Linked DNA regions of Mus musculus: region 2 is linked to region 1. A link is a contact called in public Hi-C data. All regions are on one chromosome and are shown on one strand. The core of a region is the stretch at or near the end of the contact, and the rest is flanking DNA. Distances in the headings are between cores, read along the strand shown.

What was found. Hi-C and Micro-C count contacts between places; a contact is called where the count stands out from the background.
Region 2: a Hi-C map of embryonic stem cells shows a contact between it and region 1, with 5 read pairs. The contact joins the promoter of Pramel1 here to the enhancer-like site in region 1. A contact is called at or near these places in 3 of 39 promoter capture datasets (cranial neural crest, embryonic stem cells and second pharyngeal arch cranial neural crest) and 1 of 484 Hi-C or Micro-C datasets (embryonic stem cells).

What each region holds. Positions count from the first base shown.
Region 1 is chr4:46,471,514-46,476,561 of GRCm38.p6, forward strand. It overlaps Anp32b (acidic (leucine-rich) nuclear phosphoprotein 32 family, member B), which reads left to right. Exons shown (of 7, transcript NM_130889.3): 7 at 574-1,144. The coding sequence ends at 641. Among named protein-coding and RNA genes, the nearest start is that of Nans, 15 kb to the right of the region's middle. Within about 2 kb of position 3,753, at least 19 of the 459 cell types and tissues checked have an H3K27ac peak or open chromatin away from gene starts, as enhancers often do. A contact at or near this core is called in embryonic stem cells, where this site is marked.
Region 2 is chr4:143,391,432-143,396,705 of GRCm38.p6, forward strand. Pramel1 (PRAME like 1) reads left to right here and starts at 3,010. Exons shown (of 4, transcript NM_031377.2): 1 at 3,010-3,112; 2 at 4,999-5,274. The coding sequence starts at 5,024.

The sequences.
Region 1 (5,048 bases), core at 2,503-5,002:
GAAAGTGCCCTCTCAAGGTTGTGTTGCTGGGCTTGTCTGAAATTCAGTGTTCCTGCCTTCCCTTCCAGAGTTCTGAGATTCATGGCTCTGTTAGACTTTGGTCACATTGGGCATATGAAGAGCCCTTGACCACTCTGCTCTTCTGGGTACTGATGATCCAGCTCTGAGTTCAGCAGGCATAGAAGGCCAGGCCCATGTAGGAAACCTTCTTTATTGGAGCCATTTGACAGTGCCCATGTCTCATACTAAGCCTCATGGTGGTGTCCTGTTGATCTCTCAGAATAACTTCTGTTAAAGTGGGGAGATAGGATTCCTAGGGTTTTTAAGTCACTTGCCTAAGGTTCACTTGTGAAGGGTGTGGCTTAGAAACAGGCTGGGTAAGCAGAGTTGTTGCTATGTATTAAAACCTCAGTTCGATAGCTGTGCCAGTTGAGGTGCTACCATACCACCTGCCTCTCTGGCCCTGGCGTCCTATGCATTTGGTGCCGTGCAGCACATCGTTAGTGGCTGCCTCGTTAGCAGGGTTAGCGGAGCCCTTCCCATGTTCTTACGCTAGTTTGTTTTTCACTGCAGAGGAGGAAGAAAGTGGGAAGGGTGAAAAGAGAAAGAGAGAAACAGATGACGAAGGAGAAGATGATTAAGACCCGAAACAACCTGCAAGAAACAGAACTGTTGAGTATTGGTTGGACTGCTCATGGATTTGGTAGCTGTTTTAAAAAGGTAGCTGTGATACAAGCCCCAGGACACCCCCACCCAAAGAGCCAAAGAATAGTTCCCGCGACATTCCGCCTTCCTCCGTTAGCCCCTTGGTAATCCACCACCAAGCCTGGGGACTTCGCCCCAACAAAATTGTAAACGTTGTTAGGTTTTCGTGTAAGACTCTTGCTGTATCGTGACAGCTGTGATTGGTGAGTTGACCGTCCTGGCTGCCAGTTACACTGCGATTGTAACAACATTTTTACTTTCTGTACAACAAGGAAAAGCTTTGTAAATAAAATCTTAACATTTTGGGTCTGTTTTCTCATGCTTTTCTTTCTTTTTTTTTTTCTTTCTTTTTTTAAAGATATTAGGACATTTTGTGTGATAACTGCCAAAACCGTATTTTCTAAGACTAAGCAAAATAAATGCATTACTCTTTGGTAAAGCCTAGTTGTACTCTCACATTTCTAAACAAGGCTCCTAACTAGCTTGTGCTGTGTCTGGTACAGAGGTGGGGGGCAGTCTTTGGTATATTAGTGATGAGGAAAGGCAGGATCTTTGACCATCACTATTCGAACTCTCGCTGTTAGTGACCCCGGAGAATAAGTAAGCTACTTCTTAAAAATGGTTTGGAATCTGCAATAGTGGCAGAGCGCCTGCCTGCATGAATAAGTCCCTGGGTCAGCTCCAGCAGCAGAAAATGTCATGCAGCAGTTGAGTAATCTGGAACCCTTGCAAACCAGTACATGCATGTGTCAAGGGGAAAGACCCTACCATGTATTGACTTCTGGGTCCCTTTTAGTGTAAAGTTAAAGGGCTAAGGCCAGATGACTTGACAAGCCTCAGTGTGGGTGACCCATGCTCCCATGGACAGGAAATACTCTAGGTAAAAAAGTAGACCTCACCAAGACTAGAGCATGTGTGTTAGGCTGATGGCTGGCCTGTCTTGACCGCCGCTTGTCAAGACGGGAATTCTGACATAAGCCTTGCCAACAGGCAGCAGGTCTTGTGATCAGCTCAGTCACTCTGAAGGTGGGCACGTGCTCTGTTCTCGTGGGCTTGGGGGGAGAGTGGTGTTCTGCAGTGTGTTAGAATGCTTGCTGCACAATCATGAGGGCCAGGGTTGGGATCCTACTGCCCACATAACAAGCAGGGAGTCCTGCAAAACTGCCTGTGATGGCAGCCCAGGGTATTAGATGCTCTCTCCTGGCCTGTGAACACAAGCTTCCCTCCCTCCCTCCCTCCCTCCCCACCACCTCCACACAACCTCAGGCACATAGTTTGTAAACCCTGTCAAATACCAAAACCAGAAACTGGGTGATTGTTTTAGAAGTTCATGCAACTTTGCAATGTCTGCCCTCGGGTGTGTCAGGCTCCTTAACTAGCAAGAAGTTAGCTTATAGAGAAAAGTCAGCCTTCAGTGTTCACAGTAAGAAGAAACGGCAGGGCTGGAGAGATGGCTTAGTGGTTAGGAGAACTTGGAGAGGGCCAGTGTTGGGTTCCCAGCACCCATGTGATTGCTCACAACTGTCCCATGACTGCAGACACTAGGTACACAAGTGCATACAAGACCGCATACACAAAATCTTTTAGAAACAGAATAGGGAGGGCCTGAGACAAGGAAGGGCCATAGCAAATAGGTGAGAGGTGGTAGGGTGGGGTTGATAAGAACCTAAGATTTGACCAGGGACTTGGAATAGAGGGGTTGGCAGGTGGTGCTGGGGACCAGGTTGGATCCTTGCTACATGTTGGTCAAGGCTTTCCTGCATTTACTGTGGTATTTGGCCGCTTATGGCCATTCAGATTTTAGAGTCATCCTTAAGCCAGGACTTGGTTTCTGTCTTGATTTTCCTTTAAAACCAGGTCTACCAGAAGCCTCTTGATGTGATTGTAACATGAATGGGATTTAAGGCGCAGCTACCCTTTGCTGAAGAAAGTCATGAAGTTCTAGGAAGGAAGTGTTATGGGGAAACCATCATGGAGTGGCTTTTCTTCCAGCAGCTAGGAAATAGAAAGTCTGTGCTGGTTGGGAGCTGTGATGGCTAGCAGACCTGGCTTGTTGCAGTGGGCCCCTGGAGATCTAACTAACCATGGGCGTGCTTGAGTAAAATGCCAGCAGAGGTGAGGGGATAACTGAGACCTGTTGGAAGGACTTAGGTAAAAGGTCTGCCGTATACAAACCCTGTGTTCCTACCATGGCTGAACTGCTACAGGAATCCAGCCGCAGGGGTGATGTGTAGGAACTACAATCTTCCAGAGGATGGTGTAGATGCCGGAAACCCACATAATGATGACTCTTCAGGCTTGTACAATGAACAGCCGTCTGTCAGCCCTACACTCAGGCTTTGGGTACGATGGAACCTTCTTCGGTATTCCTTCCTGTTGAGGTGTACCACCCTAGCATCACAAGGGCTGTACAACCCGACCAAACACTGCCCTTTTCTGTGACCTTCAGCTTTCACACAGCCCTGTCAGGTTGTGCTGACATCAATTTTAATGAGGCTGATGATACTGCTGTGGTGAAGGTTTGGAAAGGAGTCAAGTTACCAGCCTGCTTCAAGGCTGCCAAGGAGTTGCAGGAAAACCAACATTGCAGTAAGCACAAAAGTCCTTCCCAGATCTGATGAAGGGATGGGAAGGCTGGGGGTTGTTTTCCCATAGAGGAAGGGGCTTGAAGACTGGGCGTATGTGTGAGCACTGTCCTCCAGTCTGGAGAAGCAAGGTCTCAGTGCCAGCGTGCTGAGTGTCGGACCCCTCAAACCACTTCCTCTTGAGCTAATAGATATTCCAGAGCTGTCCAGGACCCAGTGCAGACCATTCTGGATTCTGCCTGTCCAGCAGCGGGGGGATTTCTAGTGCCCTTCCCGCTCATCCAGAAGAGCAGCTAAGAGTTTCGGTTAGTGGGGGATATCACCTAAGCTTGAGTCTCACTGGGGAGAAAGGCAGGTCAGAAGTGGGTGGCCAGAAGACAAGACCAGACAAGGGCTGTGCTCTCCCCCAGCCTCCACCCCTCCTCCACACTAACCTACCCGCACCTCCTCCTCACTGACCCAGGGTGAAAGAGAATTTAGCATCACCAGTTAAGTTCATTGTGCTTATCTGTTGGGATTCTGGGCATAAATTAGCATGAACCGGATATTCTTTAACAGGTTGGCGAACAGGAGAAGGTGACTGGATCCTTGAGAATAATCTTAGCCTACCACTTCCCTGTAAACAATTAGTGAATCCCATTTGAGGTGCTGAAACAGACTTTCAAGGTAGCCACCTGGCCAGCTGATCGAAGATTCCAACTCAGCGCTCCATAATCCAAATTTGTTGCTTGGGCTCCTGGCTTCTGGGTCAATTCTTTTTGTTTTGTTTTGGAGGCTGGGTTTCTCTCTGTAGCCCTGGCTGTCCTGAAACGTACTTTGTAGAGCAGGCTGGTCTTGAACTCAGAGATCTCCTGCCTCTGCCTCCTGAGTGCTGAGATCACAGGTGTGTGCTGTCATGCCTGGCTCTGACTCAGTTCTGATGAGAAAGTTCTAGGGCTTTTTGTAATTAATGAATGAGGATGGATTTATGTTGCCCACGCTTTCAGATTTTGGCTCGTAATCTTTACTCTGTTGACACAGGGCCCTGGTGAACCTTAAGTGAAGGCCAGGGGAACTGTGTGGTGAAGGCTCCTCGCCTCACGAGGGGCTAAGAACTCAACGTTCACACTAGCTAGCAAGGCCTTGCTTCCAAAAGGTAAGGACTGGGAGAACAGGTGAAGGCTGTGGCGCTGGAGCCATGGGCCACTCAGGATGTGATTCAGTAGAAATACTGCTTGGACTGCCACCCTTCCTTGAGGTGGCCTGCAGAGGTGCCTTGGTGAACTCTGTTCTTCATCTGTAAAGTGGGGCTGTCCTTGGTGAGCCAGTGTGTTGACATGGCTATATACCTAAGGGGCACTGTGGAGAAGGGCTGGGGACAGTTCTTCCAAAGGACTTTTATTGGTAACAGACTTAGTGAGCATTCAGCCAAGCTTTGGGCATGTTCAGCCCTTAGTTTGTTGTTTTTTTTGTTTTTTGAGGCAGGGTTTCTCTGGGTAACCCTGGCTGACTGGGAACTCACTTTGTAGACCAGGCTGGCCTGGAACTCAGAAATCCACCTGCCTCTGCCTCCCAAGTGCTGTCCGTGGCATGCTATGGTTTACAGAGCTCTTTCAGACGGATTATCTGTTGTATGGAGATAGTGTGGGATTCTCACCTTCCAGATGAGGGAATTTAAAGCTCACGGAGACCTCTGTAGGGTCCCAGCACAGAACAAGGGCAAAGGCTCTGTCTACCTTGTGCCATTTCCAGGGAGAAACCAGTGTGTGTGTATGTCTG
Region 2 (5,274 bases), core at 1,760-4,259, about 97 Mb after region 1:
CTCTCAGGTACACCTCAGCCCCAAGCACTTTCCTGAGTTGGCTTTTTATATTTTCCCCTGCATATGTCTGTCCTGGCTCCTGAATGGCTGGCTGATCTCGAACTCAGAGATCTGCCTCCGTTGCCTCCTGAGCACTTTGATTAAAGGCATGCACCACGACTCTGTGAGGTGAGGCTCTTACAGGCCCAGGTCTGAGGGTGCTGACTTGAGCTCTTGGTTGCCTAGAAAGAGCCCTTACTGTGAAGGCACACACAGATCAACACCACAGGACAGGGGCAGGGACACAGGCTCTGCTGCCTGACTCTTCCATGTTGAGGAGGTACAGCTTGTACCCTCAGTGACTTTAAGACTTGGACATGAAAAAAATAAAAACAAGAGAAAAGGTGAGTACCACCATGTCTGACCTTGTTGTTTGCTGGGTATGGTGGCCCACACCTTTACATGCCTTTAATTCCCAGGGAGGCAGAGGGCAGGGGGCAGGGGTCAGGGGGTCAGGGGGGCAGAGGCAGAGGCAGAGGCAGAGGCAGAGGCAGAGGCAGAGGCAGAGGCAGAGGCAGAGGCAGAGGCAGAGGCAGAGGCAGAGGCAGAGGCAGAGGCAGAGGCAGAGGCAGAGGCAGAGGCAGAGGCAGAGGGATCTCCATGAGTTTGAGGCCAGTCCGATCTACAAAGCTAGTTCCAGTACAGTCAAGGTTGTTAGCTTAGTGTCTCCAAAAAAAAAAAAAAAAACCAAAAAAAAAAAAAAAAACCCAAAAAAACCAAAAACAAAAAAAACCTAAACAAACATACACCTGAACCCGTGGTCTGGTCCTCAGGGATGTTCTCTATCTAGCCCTAGTGACTTGCTCTCTGTCTTCTCCTCTGACCCCCAAGCCTGTAACTGAGCTGATCTCATCTGAAACACACCCTACTTTCTGGGAAAACCAAGGCATTCTCTGCCTGGAAGGAGCAAGTTGGGTTTAAGCTGCCCTTTCACAACTACTAAGGCTTCTAATATCTTTGGGCAAATTTTGCCTTACACCTCTGTCCTTCCATGAAGCCCCCCATCTTGAGGCTGGGGGTGTACCTCAGTTGGTAGAGTACTCACCTAGCCTGTGGGAAGGGCGCCATGAGTTTGACACCCAGCATCTCAAAGCCAGGCATGGCGATGCGAGTCTCCTATACTGTGGCTTACCAGCTGTGATGTTTTGTTCTGGGAGTCAATACTGGACAGGCTGAAACAATAGGATCACTTCTATGGGCTAGCCTAGTCTACATGTTCTGGATCAACCTGGGTTACATATAACAAAGCCTTGTTTCAGGAAGACAAAATAAAAGAGAAAAACCCCCACAGGTGACACTGGGTATGTAAGTTACTAATGTTTTTTTGTTTTTTTTCTGGAGAGAATCTGGTTTTTATCTTTACTATCTTAAAGTGGTTAAAGAATTCTGCAAGAAAAATGCCACGTATCAGTTGTTTTTTTTTAATTTTTTTTTATTTGAGGGTCTCATGTAGCCCAGGCTGGACTGTTACTATTGTAGCTCAGCCTGTCCTGGAACTCCAGATTTTTTTCCTTCTATGTAGCAGGGTGGTTTGTGCCCACTATGCCCGGCTACTTTTTATTTTTCTGTGAAATAGACTAACCCTTTGCTATCTTTCTTCCCAACTGTTGCAGTCAACATATTGAAAAATCTGTTTGTGGGGTGAATCCATGATTGAGCCTTGACTTTAACCCCATCTTAATTCTTCCCTTGTGGGGAGAACACAGATCAGACTCACTTTGTGTGTGTGTGTGTGTGTGTGTGTGTGTGTGTGTGTGTGTATCAGAGTGCCTTTATATTGTTCTAGGCCTTGCTGTGTAGAGACCTGGATTGCCCCAAACTCATCCTAACCTCCTGCCTCTGCCTCCAGAGTGCATAACCACAGCCCCATCTTCTCTTTTTTTCTCTTCTTCCTCTTCTTCCTCCTCCTCCCCTCCTCCCCCTCTCTTCCTCCCTCCCTCCCTCTCTTTTATAGGCAGGGTCTCATCAAGTACATCAAGTAGTCTAGGTTGGAGCCTGGAAGTCAATATTTAGTTATCCCGGGCCTAAAGTCACAGAGATTCTTCTGCCTCTGCCTCCTGAGTGTTGGAATTAAAGGTACGCACTACTACAGTCCCGCCCTTTGTGTGTGTGTGTGTGTGTGTGTGTGTGTGTGTGTGTGTTTCATCCAGTAGTCTTGGCCAGGGCCTCAGGGCCTGGAATTTAATATTTAATTAAGAAAATGCTGGGCCTAAAGTCAGAAATCCTCCTGCCTCTGCCTTTTGAGTGAAGAATTAAAGGTGGGCAATACCATAGCCACACTTTAATTTCTTTTTTCTTTTCGGTTTTTTTTTTTTTTTTTTTTTTTTTTTTGGAGACAGGGTTTCTCCGTATAGCCCTGGCTGTCCTGGAACTCACTCTGTAGACTAGGCTGGCCTCGAATTCAGAAATCCACCTGCCTCTGCCTCCCAAGTGCTGGGATTAAAGGCGGGTGCCACCACTGCGGCTTAATTTTATTATTATTTTTTAAGGCAGGGTCTTATCCAGTAGCCTTGGTTGGAGCCTGGAAGTCGATATTTAGTTAGACACAATACTGGGCCGAAAGTTAGGGATCCTCCTGCCTCTGCCTCCTGAGTGCTGGAATTAAAGATGGATACCAGCACCAACGCAGCAATCCCCCCTACCGCCCCCGCCTTATTTTCAAACATGGACTCATCCAGTAGTCTTAGCCAGAGCCTGGGAAATCGATATTTAGTTAGCGAAGAAAGGCCGGGCCTAAAGTCACAGAGATGCACCTGCCTCAGCCTCCTGGCCAACGCTGTAAGTCTCCCTCCACATCCGGCTCTAGATTCAAAAAAGCGTTGGAGGAGTGGGGGGGCGAAATCCCGTGAAAGTGGGCGGAGCCTGAGACGTCCAATCAAGTGGCGGCTTGTATGGGGGGCGGGGCCCGAGCTTATTTCAGCGGCGTGGGAGCAGAACGTTGTGTTAAAGCTTCGGCGGCCACGAGAGCGAGCGCTTCCTGTCAGGTCTCTGTGAGTTTGAGGCCAGCGGGGGAGACAGAGGGACCGGAGGGCTCCGGGGCGGCTCGGAGACATCTTGCTTCTGTCCATCTCTGGTAAGCCATTTTGTCCCTCAGTAGCAGCAGCAGCGGGCGAGGCCGGAGGATCGCTTCAACCCTTGGTAAAAAAAAAAAAAAAAACAACAAAATAAACGCCCCACTCCGTGCCATCACCCCGTGCTCTTCCAGACACGTCGGGGAGACTTGACTAACGGGTGCGCTGACAGGATAAGGCCGTTCTTTCTCACTCTGCTTTTTTTTGAAGTAGGCCTTCGTCTGTGAGGGCCCCAGGGCCCGCCAGGAAATCAGTGCGTCGTTTCGGGCTTCAAACACTTCCGGCATGCTAGGATTAAGTGCCGAGTTATCGAGCCTGTGTGACTGACTGAAGAATAACTTGAGTGTGGCTAGGATTAGGAGTGTGTGCTCGCACACCTTGTTTATCAATGCATTCCATCAGCCAGGTTGCTTCCCCCCCCAGTCAGAGATTGCTTCTTTTGAACTTTGCCACCCCCACCCCCCCCCAAGGCTAACAACCGTTTTAATTCGAAGTTCCTCACTAGATCGGGCCTTCCGAGAGGATGGGGGTAGGCTGGGCCCTTAGGCAGTCATCTGGGCATCTGGCCTAGATGGGTGGGTCACATCCTGCGTTAGATTCATTACATTTACGAAGTAGTAGTGAAATGCTTTTAAGGGTGTGGGTGTGTGTGTGTGTGGGGTCCCAGCATTAGGAAGGTTTGAGAATTGCTGTGCAAAGCTGGGTGGGTGGTGGTGGCTCCAGCACTCAAGAGGCAAAGGGCCAGCCTGGTCTATAGTAAGCCAAACTTGGGTAGAGTCACTCATGACTTTGATTTCTTGTTGGAGTACTGTCTGAGATGGGTAGATATTTATTCATATTCTCTCAATTTACTAGGCAGACCAGGTTAGATGGCATAGGGTTTTAATGAGTTGTAGACAGACTTTTTAAAAGTGGGCATAGTGCCAAATGCCCTTTGGGGAGGTGGGTGGAGGTTGGTTTGGGGTTTTTTTGAGGCAGGGTTTCTGTGTATATCCACCATGGCTGTCCTGTGCCAACACACTGGGCAGCCTGGAACTTATGTAGATCCCTCTACCTTAGTTTTGAGTGTTCTGATGATAATGTGAGTCACCGCTCTAGACTTAGAAGAAACTTTTCTCCTACAGAAATTCAACCCTTGGCATTTAAAGTTTTTAGTCAGGTGTGATGGTGAATACCTTTAACCCCAGCACTTGGGAAGCAGAGACAGGAGGATCTCTGAGTTCAAGGCCAGCCTAGTGGACTACAGAGTGAGTTTCAGGTCAGGTTGGGAAACCATGTCTACAAACAAACAAAGAAAGAAAAAACCAAAACAAACAACATAACAAGTGATAAAATGTTTGAAGTTTAGTGATAGTGGCTCATTAGTAAAAATGCCCTAACATGTATGATACTCATGTTCAGTGCTAAGTGCTACAGAATAAACATTTACTCAAATATTTCCTTCTTTCTAATAGTTATTGCTATTTCCCCGACCCCATGCTCCCAAAGCTGACCCCCAACTGAATGTATATCTCTGCCTCCTCAGTGCTGGGGTGGCATCTGCCATCCCTACCACCTGCTGCCATACAGGATCTTGAATGACACATTTCCTTCAGAGAGCTGGAGTTTAACTTCTAGGATGCACAGGACTCAGTTCCTGCTGGGAGTGGAATCCATTGCCTAAACTGGAAATGGGTGGTAATAAGATGTACTGTGGCAGTGGATATTTGAGACCATAGTCCTGGGGCCAACAGGGAGTGGGATGGTGTTGTGGTCAGTGTAGCACAGAGTAGAAGGAACTAGATTGAGGTCTCTGTCACTCTTGGAACAGTGACTGTGACCCTGACCTAGCTCCTGTCTCGGGTGAGGTGAGTCTCAGCACTTATCTTTTTTCTAAATGTTGCCCCAGGAATCCTTCCTGAAGATCCATCAGGATGAGCTGCAAGACTCCACCCACACTCCAGGAACTGGCAGAGAACAGCCTCCTGAAGAACCAGGACTTGGCTATCTCTGCTCTGGATGACATACCCTCACTTTTCTTCCCATCACTGTTCAAAAAGGCCTGCAGAAATAGATATGTTGGGATCATAAAGGCGATGGTGCAGGCGTGGCCCTTCCCCTGTCTTCCTCTGGGGGCCATGATCAGTAGGAAGACTGCCTACAGGAGAATCTTAGAGATTATCCT